2 separate regions of the Sus scrofa genome follow, and region 1 is linked to region 2. Evidence: chromatin contacts called from public HiChIP or PLAC-seq data. All regions are on one chromosome and are shown on one strand. Each heading gives the region's core, a stretch centred on a gene start, on an enhancer-like site or on the middle of the called end of the contact. The rest is flanking DNA. Distances are from core to core; before and after follow the strand shown.

Region 1 (4,316 bases), core at 1,394-3,893, 490 kb after region 2:
ACTGGTTAACTTTCTATTTTCGCTCAGCCATAAACTCAAGAACCTTAGATTCAAGGACATAATTCAGCTTTATGCTTTATAAGCCACAGTAGAACATACAATTAATGAAATTTAAAATGTCTGTGGGGGCACAATGTAACTACTAATGGTAGATGCCCTACATTCTGAGAAACACCTGCCTACGCGAACATATCCAAACTTATCACTGTGTTCAAAGTTCTTCACAAATCAGCCCTGACCTATCTTTCTAGACTCCTCTACCATCATTCCTTCCTTTTCCCAAACAATCTATACCCCTGCCATGCTGAATTCCTCAACATTGAATGGACATGCCTTCCTCATGTGAAATCCCCTGTCTTTCACAGACTGCTCCCTGTCTCTGCAATGCCTCCCCTCCACTGCTCTCTGCCTGGCAAACTCATTATCCTTCGAGACTTATGTGTCCTGTCACCTCCTCCCAGAAGCCTTCTTCCTGACTCTCCCTTACAGTTAGCCACCCCTTCCTTCATCCTCCCATAGCGCTTTGCATCTCTCTCCCCAACTAAACCGAGGGAGAGCTCACACCTCGGAACTCTGCTGCATCCCCAAACACTCTATGCAGGGCAAAGGTCATGGAGGAGACCAAGTGCCCCAGAAGGTCACTTAAAATAAAGGCCAAAAAAAAAAAAAATCAAATCCAAAGTACTGTCCAGGGGCAAATAGCTTAGAGGTATGGCATGTTTTGTATGGAGAATCACCTGATTCAGAGTCAGGAACACTGACGATAGTTTTGGCAGACACTATCGGCTACGGCTGCAATAACAGTTAAGCTAATTTGGTTTTGGCAGCTACTTTACAACAGACACATACTGACATAGAAACTAAAAAGTGAATCATTTGGGTTTTTGCTAAGGTGATCGAGCACACCTCACAATAATCTGTCCTTACCACAACTGGAATGTCAAGAACCAAAGTGAAGAGCAGCACCAGAAAACCCTGATGGAAAGAACGTAGGCTCTGGAGTCAGAAATTCATACACTCAAATCCCAACTCAACTCCTTACAATCTATGTGACTTTAGGTAGGTTGTTAAACTTGCTGACATTTTAGTTTCCTCTTCTAGAAAAATGGGAAAAATAGAACCTACTTCATAAGACTCTTAAGATAATGCAACAAAGTGCTTGTTAGACAGCACCTAGAACACTCTGTGGGCTCAAGAAATAGCAACATTATGGTTGCCCAATGAAATGACTACAATTCAGGTAATATGATGCACTAGGCAGCAAATGCATTTTTTAAGAAAATAAATCTATATCACTAGGCTTTAAAAATGACCACTCTAGAGTGTAGCTAAGAATAGCCACAAACAAAACAGTCTATAAAACAAAGCCCTTCTTGGGTTTAAATTAAACTCACACCTGGAACATACCACCATACTCCTTTGTGTTCTCCAAGAATTGATCTCAAATCAGGTTCCCCTAGGATGAAAAAACAAAAATCACCTAATCTTAATTTTTTGCTTTTAATTTGATACAGAATACTATCCAAACTATGTGGATGCCTTAAAGTGTCCTATTACTATGACCCCAAGCTTGTCAACACGATTTCTTTCCCAATCTATCCCTGCTGACACGTTTTACTCTAGTCAGGGAAGCCCACCTATTATACAAGTGCTTCCTCTTCTATAGACCCTTCTCCAATTTCAACCCCGATATTAGGAAGCAGTTTCTCCTCCCCCGCCCCCCCCCCCACTCCCGCCTGCCTGCCGCCTTTGCCCATTTTAAATCCTCTTTACTCCTTTGGAGCCCAAATTAAAATACAACTTCTTCCCAAAGCCTATCAGGATAGGTCTGGAAACTAGATGAGAGTTTCAAGCCTTCAGCACTTCCAGGATTAGGCTTGACCTTCCATTGATCAACCACCAACCCCATCAGTATCCCCTTCCACTAACCCCTCGGCACTTTTTACACGCGTTTGTAATAACAAAATACAGTCTCGTTTTGCACAGTCTACTTTATTCTGTAGTTGGTGTGCCCCCTAAATGTTTGTCAACATGAATGCTTGCTGGAAAGCCCTAAAGCGCTTGGTTTTTAAAAAAGGTCTAACTTGCTTTTTATTCTCACCAGAACACTGCACTGAACCTTAAACACATATTTCTCAAAAGTGAGATGTCTTCCCTCCTCTGCTCCCCATCCCTTCTGGAAATTGAGGGGAAACCCTTTCCGCTCCAAAGACTTGGTCAGGGAAGGGGAAGTGGCTGCAGGGGCCGATAAAGAGATGGCAACGATCTTGACCTCATTATCAAAGAGGCAGAAAGTGAAAACTTGACATAAAGTCATGCCCGGGACTGGCAAGGCATTCCCAGGCCCCCAAAGGAACTACCGGCCCGACACCCCCTCCCCCGTGGAGGCGGAGCTGGGCGGAGTCAGAGCTGAGGCCTGCGGCCCCGGAAGCTCCCTCCTCCCTAGGCCCCCACAGTCCCACAGTCCCACAGTCCCCAGCCTCAGCCGCTCAGGCTTTCTGCCTCTCTGACCTCCAGGTCCCCGGCTACTGAAGCGCTACTCCTTATAGAACCGCGGAAAATCGGACCGGTGCAGCAGCTTCCGGGCGGGCGGTGCCCTCGCGGCGCCCCACGCCGGGCGCCCGTCTTCTGAACTCCCACCTGGCGCTGCCGGCTTGGGCCCGGCGCCCAGGCCCAGGCTCGACTCTCACCGACGCCGCAACCGCTGCGGCGTCTCCTATTGGCTACTTGTTTCCAGGGAAGCCGGAGGCCCGAGCCCTTGTCCTCATGGGAAATGTAGTTTGCGGTCGCTAGAAGCTGTTCTTCCTGCGGGGCGGGGACGGAGGGCGGAATCCAATATTGACATTGGCGGAGAGACGCAAGTCAAGACGGAGGATTATGGGAGATGGAGTCGAGACATTTCTTTTTATATACCCACAATTCCTTCTCTTCTCCCCTCCTTCCGGCCCCCGAAGCTTCTCCACCACGCCCCGCCAGCCGCCTTTTCCCCGTTCTTATTGTCCCCAGAGTTTCGGCTTGAGGAGGGTATTCTGGATGTTGTAGTTTGGATTATGCAGTTTTACAGACTCTCCCTACCTGGGGTATGGGTTGTGCTTGTGGGATCAGATGGAAGTTCTAGATTGATTGTACTGTTGGTTAAGCTGGAGGGGAACACTTTATATCGTGATTTGAAATTCTCGTTGGGTTTTGATTCAGTAGCTTTTTAAAAAATGTTATTTATGCCCTGATAAGCTTAGAATTTTAACTGGTACTTTAAAATTGTCGAGGTATATTCTGTGTGAACCATCTGCATTAGAACCACTTTAAAGTTTCTGGAAAATGTATACTTTATAACTAGGAACCATCTTTTTAACTTCGAAATGGTCCCACAACAGGCATAGAAATGCGATTGAAGTCAGCCCAGAAGAAACCTCTTTAACCCATAATGAACCCACTTTGTTACTGTGAAGAACAGTGAGCACAATCATTGGTGTAATACAACAGTTTAGAAAAGATAGACAACTTGAATAATAAGAAATAACTATATTTCTTTAATAAACTATCTTTTTAATTAAAAAGATATGTTTAAAGAGGTGGATAGAGCAATATGTGAGGACACCTGAACACTTTCAAGTGATTAAAAATTTGAAGAAAATAGTTGTTTATTAGGGCAAATTTTACTCCTAACTTTTGACTTTTCTTTTCTTTGTTAGAGATGAATCCTTATAGCTGAATGGATCGTTACAGTTGGGTTACTACAGTTTTACTGATAAGGACAACTTTTTGACTCACAAATGGAATGAAGGGAAAGAAAGAGGAATTGCATTTTGGTAAGGTAATTGCCTAAAATTTTAAAAAGTGACATTACAGGAATAAGATGGATTCAATAATTTATTCAGCAATCTGCTTTGTGCAAGGCACTGGGTTAGGCACAATTGCTACAGAATTGGAAAGTAATCCTTCCTCTCAAGTAGCTCACAATCTAAGAAGGGAGAGAGGCTATACAACATGCAAAGTGCTCTAAAAAATTCTCTGTAAGGTTCTGTAGGACCATAGAAGAGGAAGAACTCATCCCACTTCTGGGGAAAGTAATACTTGAATGATGAGCTTTGAGGAACCAGTGAGATATTTGTCAGATTTGGGGCAGGGAGGTTAATTATATTCCATACGGCAGAATAAGGATGCGAGAGAGTGCGAGGAACAAACAAGAAAGTTCCATACTGCAAGAACTGGATCAGGCAGGAATAGGGGCCATTCCAATGAGTTCAAAATATAACCTGAAAACAGTAAAGAACCATTAAAGGATTTTAAGCGAGGAAATGATGTGATCACTTGGA
Region 2 (4,109 bases), core at 1,108-3,607:
GGCCTACGCCAGAGCCACAGCAACGCAGGATCCGAGCCGCGTCTGCAACCTACACCACAGCTCACGGCAACGCCGGATCGTTAACCCGCTGAGCAAGGGCAGGGGCCGAACCCGCCACCTCATGGTTCCTAGTCGGATTCGTTAACCACTGCGCCACGACGGGAACTCCCAGGAAAGGTTTCTTGAATGAGAGATGCCTTGATGGGAGTTTGGAGTTTGGGCAGGTTTCAGTCAGAGAGAGATGAGTGGTTCAGGGTTATGGGGCTCTCTCAGAAGAGGTGTCTAGATTGGATAGTGAAGGGGGGCCTTGAGGGGATGGACAGCAGTAGAGCCTGGCTGAAGTTGAGGCTTCATGGTGGGGGCAGCGGGAGAAAAGACTGGAGAATAGGGGCTGGGGCAGTTAGAAGGGCACTGAAAGAGCTAGGAGGCATGTGACAGTGACTCAGTATAGCACTTCAGGTAGACGAGATGTATTTTATAGATACCACAGCAGCACAATTATCAGGAATTGGTGACTGGATAGATATCTTTGGGTGAGGAACTTGGAAGACTGAAGCATGACATCCCTGTTTTTGAAGCCAGGTAACCAGGAAAATGGTGATAACGTTGCCTGAAATAGGGAAGTCAGGAGGGAAAGCTGTTTTGGGATGTAGTGGTGGGGAGTGGAGAGATGAATTCGGCTAGACATATTCAGCCTTTCCATAAACGTGGGGACTGCCTTCAATTTCCTTAGCATTACCCATAGAACCTGGAAATGAGCTCTGCATACAATGAGTGGTAAATGAATGTTATTGGTGGAGAAAGGAATAGAAGCTGGGAGAGCTGAAATCTGTCCCAGTTTGCCTGGGACATCTCCATGGATAAACTTCCAATGGGTAAGAATTGCTAGGAACTCTGATGACCGAGGCCTAGGTATTGCTCCAATTCTCTCATTTCACAATAGCCTGAAGAATCCATCCAGATAATGCTGCATGCTAGTTTACCACTTTGCAGTGACTACTTCAACCCTACAACTAAGCAACCTAAGGTTTCTAGGAGCAGATAAAACCTGTATGCAATCTGTCACTGTTTAGTTTTCATTGCCAAGGTAATTCTACAAAGTTAATGAATAGCTGGGTTGGAAGTGGGGGAGGGGGACAGACACAAAAACTGTCATTGGTGGGCAGCCTGTTCTGCTTCTTGGGAAGACATTGGGTACATGGTGAACCATTGAGGGTACAGTTGTCACTGTCACCATCATCAAAGTGCTTTTAATTTCTGGGGCTGTGAGCTAGGCCTACACAGAGAACTATACAGCCCCATAATTTGACTTTGACATAATTTGCATGGTCTAAGGCCAGAATTGATGTGGACACATGCAAGATGGATTTGAATCTTCAGAATGGCTTAATTCACACATTACATGCCATCATCTCTTCTACAGGTTCCTGATTATTTCTGGAGTCAAATCTATCAAGCCCTGTCTCCTCAATGATATTATTAGCTCTTTGAAGGCAGAGAACCCAACCTTACATTCCCATCTGCAGACTTACTGTATAGGACAAATACAGATGCTCAGTAAGGACCGATAAATCAAGTGGATCTGATGGATAGAGACAGAGTACCATCCAAGTTATTTAACTCCTTTAAACTCAGTTTCTGCTACGAAACGGGGAGGATAATTGTATCTAAGCCTTCACAGGAGGGCCAATACATGTAAATTGCTTAGCACACAATCTATCATTACCTGCTCAACTGTTAGTTATTAATTTAACAATACCAATTCCTACCTCCTGCTTGAGTAGCAGACAGACTATGGAAAACGGTTAGCAGCATTCACACAAATCTGGGTATTCAATTCAGCCTATGGAGGCACAGTGGTCAGTTGCCTATGCGGTGCGATTTGAGACAAAAAGATTTACCCTCTCACACAGCTTTTTCACATTTCTGCTGTAACTCCTGAACAGGGATGCTTTCATGGCGGTGTGCGTGTGAGTAATTGGCTGGGAGTTAAGGACAGAATGAGGATTTGCACTGGAAGAGAAGGATGGGACTCAAGTCGCCGTTATCAGGCACCTCTCAAAGTCTTCCTTCAAAAAACATTTATAGTTAACCCAATAAATGCCAGGCATCGTTTAGGAGTTCGGAGTCCTGTAACAAACCAGGCTCGCACCCTCGTCCAACTCCAAGCACGGTGGAAGCGAGGGTCTACAGAAAAAGAGCGACATCGGCGGAACAAGAGAAGCCGCTTACTGACGTAGTGCGCAGGCGCCACGCCCCAGCGCGGCCCGGCTCTTCCGGCGCGGCGTAAGCGCGCAGCTGAGACCAATGGGCGCGCAGCGCCGGGTCGCGCATGCGTCTTGCAGCCTCTCCCGGAAGTCGCTTCCTAGGTGCTGAGGGCGAACCCGCGGAGATGAAGTAAGGCCTCAGGTTCCTTTTGGGAAAAGGGGACAGGCGGCCGGGGGTAGTTCACTGAAGCTGGAGTGGTAGAGCACTTGTGAGGCTGAGGAGCGGGGGAGGCGCAGATACTAGAAAATTAGTCTCCCAGTTTTGCTCTCCTTTACCTCAGGCTAGGCCGCGCTTACTTGTCCGCTTTTCCGCCCCTTGTGCAGCCCTTTAACTAAAGTGAAGCTGATCAACGAGCTGAATGAGCGTGAGGTCCAGCTGGGGGTGGCGGAGAAGGTGTCTTGGCACTCCGAGTACAAGGACAGCGCCTGGATCTTCCTAGGTGAGGCCCACATCTTTCTCCCGCAGGGCTTCTCATTCTCTCCTGGCCTGCCTCCTAACATTTCAGCATTCCCGCCCATCATTCCTCCCGACATTCATCACCCACTTTTATTTACTTCCACTGTCGGCCTATAAATCCGTTTTCCAGGTCGCTTTTCTAGCTCATTTCTAGTTTGCTCTCGCTGCCAAATCAGCGTTCATGATAGGTACTGCCTGCCATTCAGTGTGCTAAGAATCGTGCCGTTTGGTTTCTCAGAGACTGTTATTATCATCCTCTTGTCCTCTAGTTATACACCTAAGGAAACTGAGATGCAGAAAAGTTAATGGACTTCCTTCAGGTCGCATAGCTAGCAAGTGGAACAGCAAGAACTGTGGGGTTTGAGAACTCCTGGTATCAGCCACTATCCGGTATTACTGCCAACTCCCTCTCCCTTCATTACCCTTCACGCAGAATTTATTTCCCCGTCCATGGCCACATCATCATTTCCATATTCACTGTGTCACATTCTGTAATTTGACAGTTTATTCGAAGAGATTATTACAACAGACATTGTGCTAGGCACTTTATAGCCATTGTTTTATTTTCATTCTTATTACAATTCTGTGAGGTAAGTGCCAATATCCCCATTTTACAGATGAAGAAGGAAACATTCGTAGGGGAATTTATTTCCTATGAAATCCTTAACAATTGTGAGGTGGGGTTAATATTTTTTTTTTCCCACTGTACAGCAAGGGGATCAGGTTATCCTTACATGTATACATTACAATTACATTTTTCCCCCACCCTTTCTTCTTTTGCAACATGAGTATCTAGACAAAGTTCTCAATGCTATTCAGCAGGATCTCCTTGTAAATCTATTCTAAGTTGTGTCTGATCAGCCCAAGCTCCCGATCCCTCCCACTCCCTCCCCCTCCCATCAGGCAGTCACAAGTCTCTTCTCCAAGTCCATGGTTTTCTTTTCTGAGGAGATGTTCATTTGTGCTGGATATTAGATTCCAGTTATGAGTGATATCATATGGTATTTGTCTTTGTCTTTCTGGCTCATTTCACTCAGTATGAGATTCTCTAGTTCCATCCATGTTGCTGCAAATGGCGTTATGTCGTTCTTTTTTATGGCTGAGTAGTATTCCATTGTATTCCATAGTATTCCACATCTTCCAAATCCAATCATCTGTCGATGGACATTTGGGTTGTTTCCATGTCCTGGCTATTGTGAATAGTGCTGCAATGAACATGTGGGTGCACGTGTCTCTTTTAAGTAGAGTTTTGTCCGGATAGATGCCCAAGAGTGGGATTGCGGGGTCATATGGAAGGTCTGTGTATAGATTTCTAAGGTATCTCCAAACTGTTCTCCATAGTGGCTGTACCAGTTTACATTCCCACCAACAGTGCAGGAGGGTTC

The links. HiChIP or PLAC-seq counts read pairs in DNA pulled down with a chosen protein or histone mark.
Region 1: an H3K27ac HiChIP or PLAC-seq map of skeletal muscle shows a contact between it and region 2, with 3 times the contacts expected there. The contact joins the promoter of ENOX2 here to the promoter of RBMX2 in region 2. A contact is called at or near these places in 2 of 47 Hi-C or Micro-C datasets (both in liver) and 2 of 2 datasets of contacts at active chromatin or transcription factors (alveolar macrophages and skeletal muscle).

What each region holds. Positions count from the first base shown.
Region 1 is chrX:107,365,801-107,370,116 of Sscrofa11.1, forward strand. ENOX2 (ecto-NOX disulfide-thiol exchanger 2) reads right to left here and starts at 2,644. Exons shown (of 15, transcript XM_021080170.1): 1 at 2,568-2,644; 2 at 1,397-1,456. It overlaps ARHGAP36 (rho GTPase-activating protein 36), which reads left to right and starts at 2,752. Exons shown (of 13, transcript XM_021080173.1): 1 at 2,752-3,024; 2 at 3,693-3,809. The coding sequence starts at 3,779.
Region 2 is chrX:106,878,555-106,882,663 of Sscrofa11.1, forward strand. It overlaps RBMX2 (RNA binding motif protein, X-linked 2), which reads left to right and starts at 2,358. Exons shown (of 6, transcript NM_001243671.1): 1 at 2,358-2,397; 2 at 2,592-2,707. The coding sequence starts at 2,393.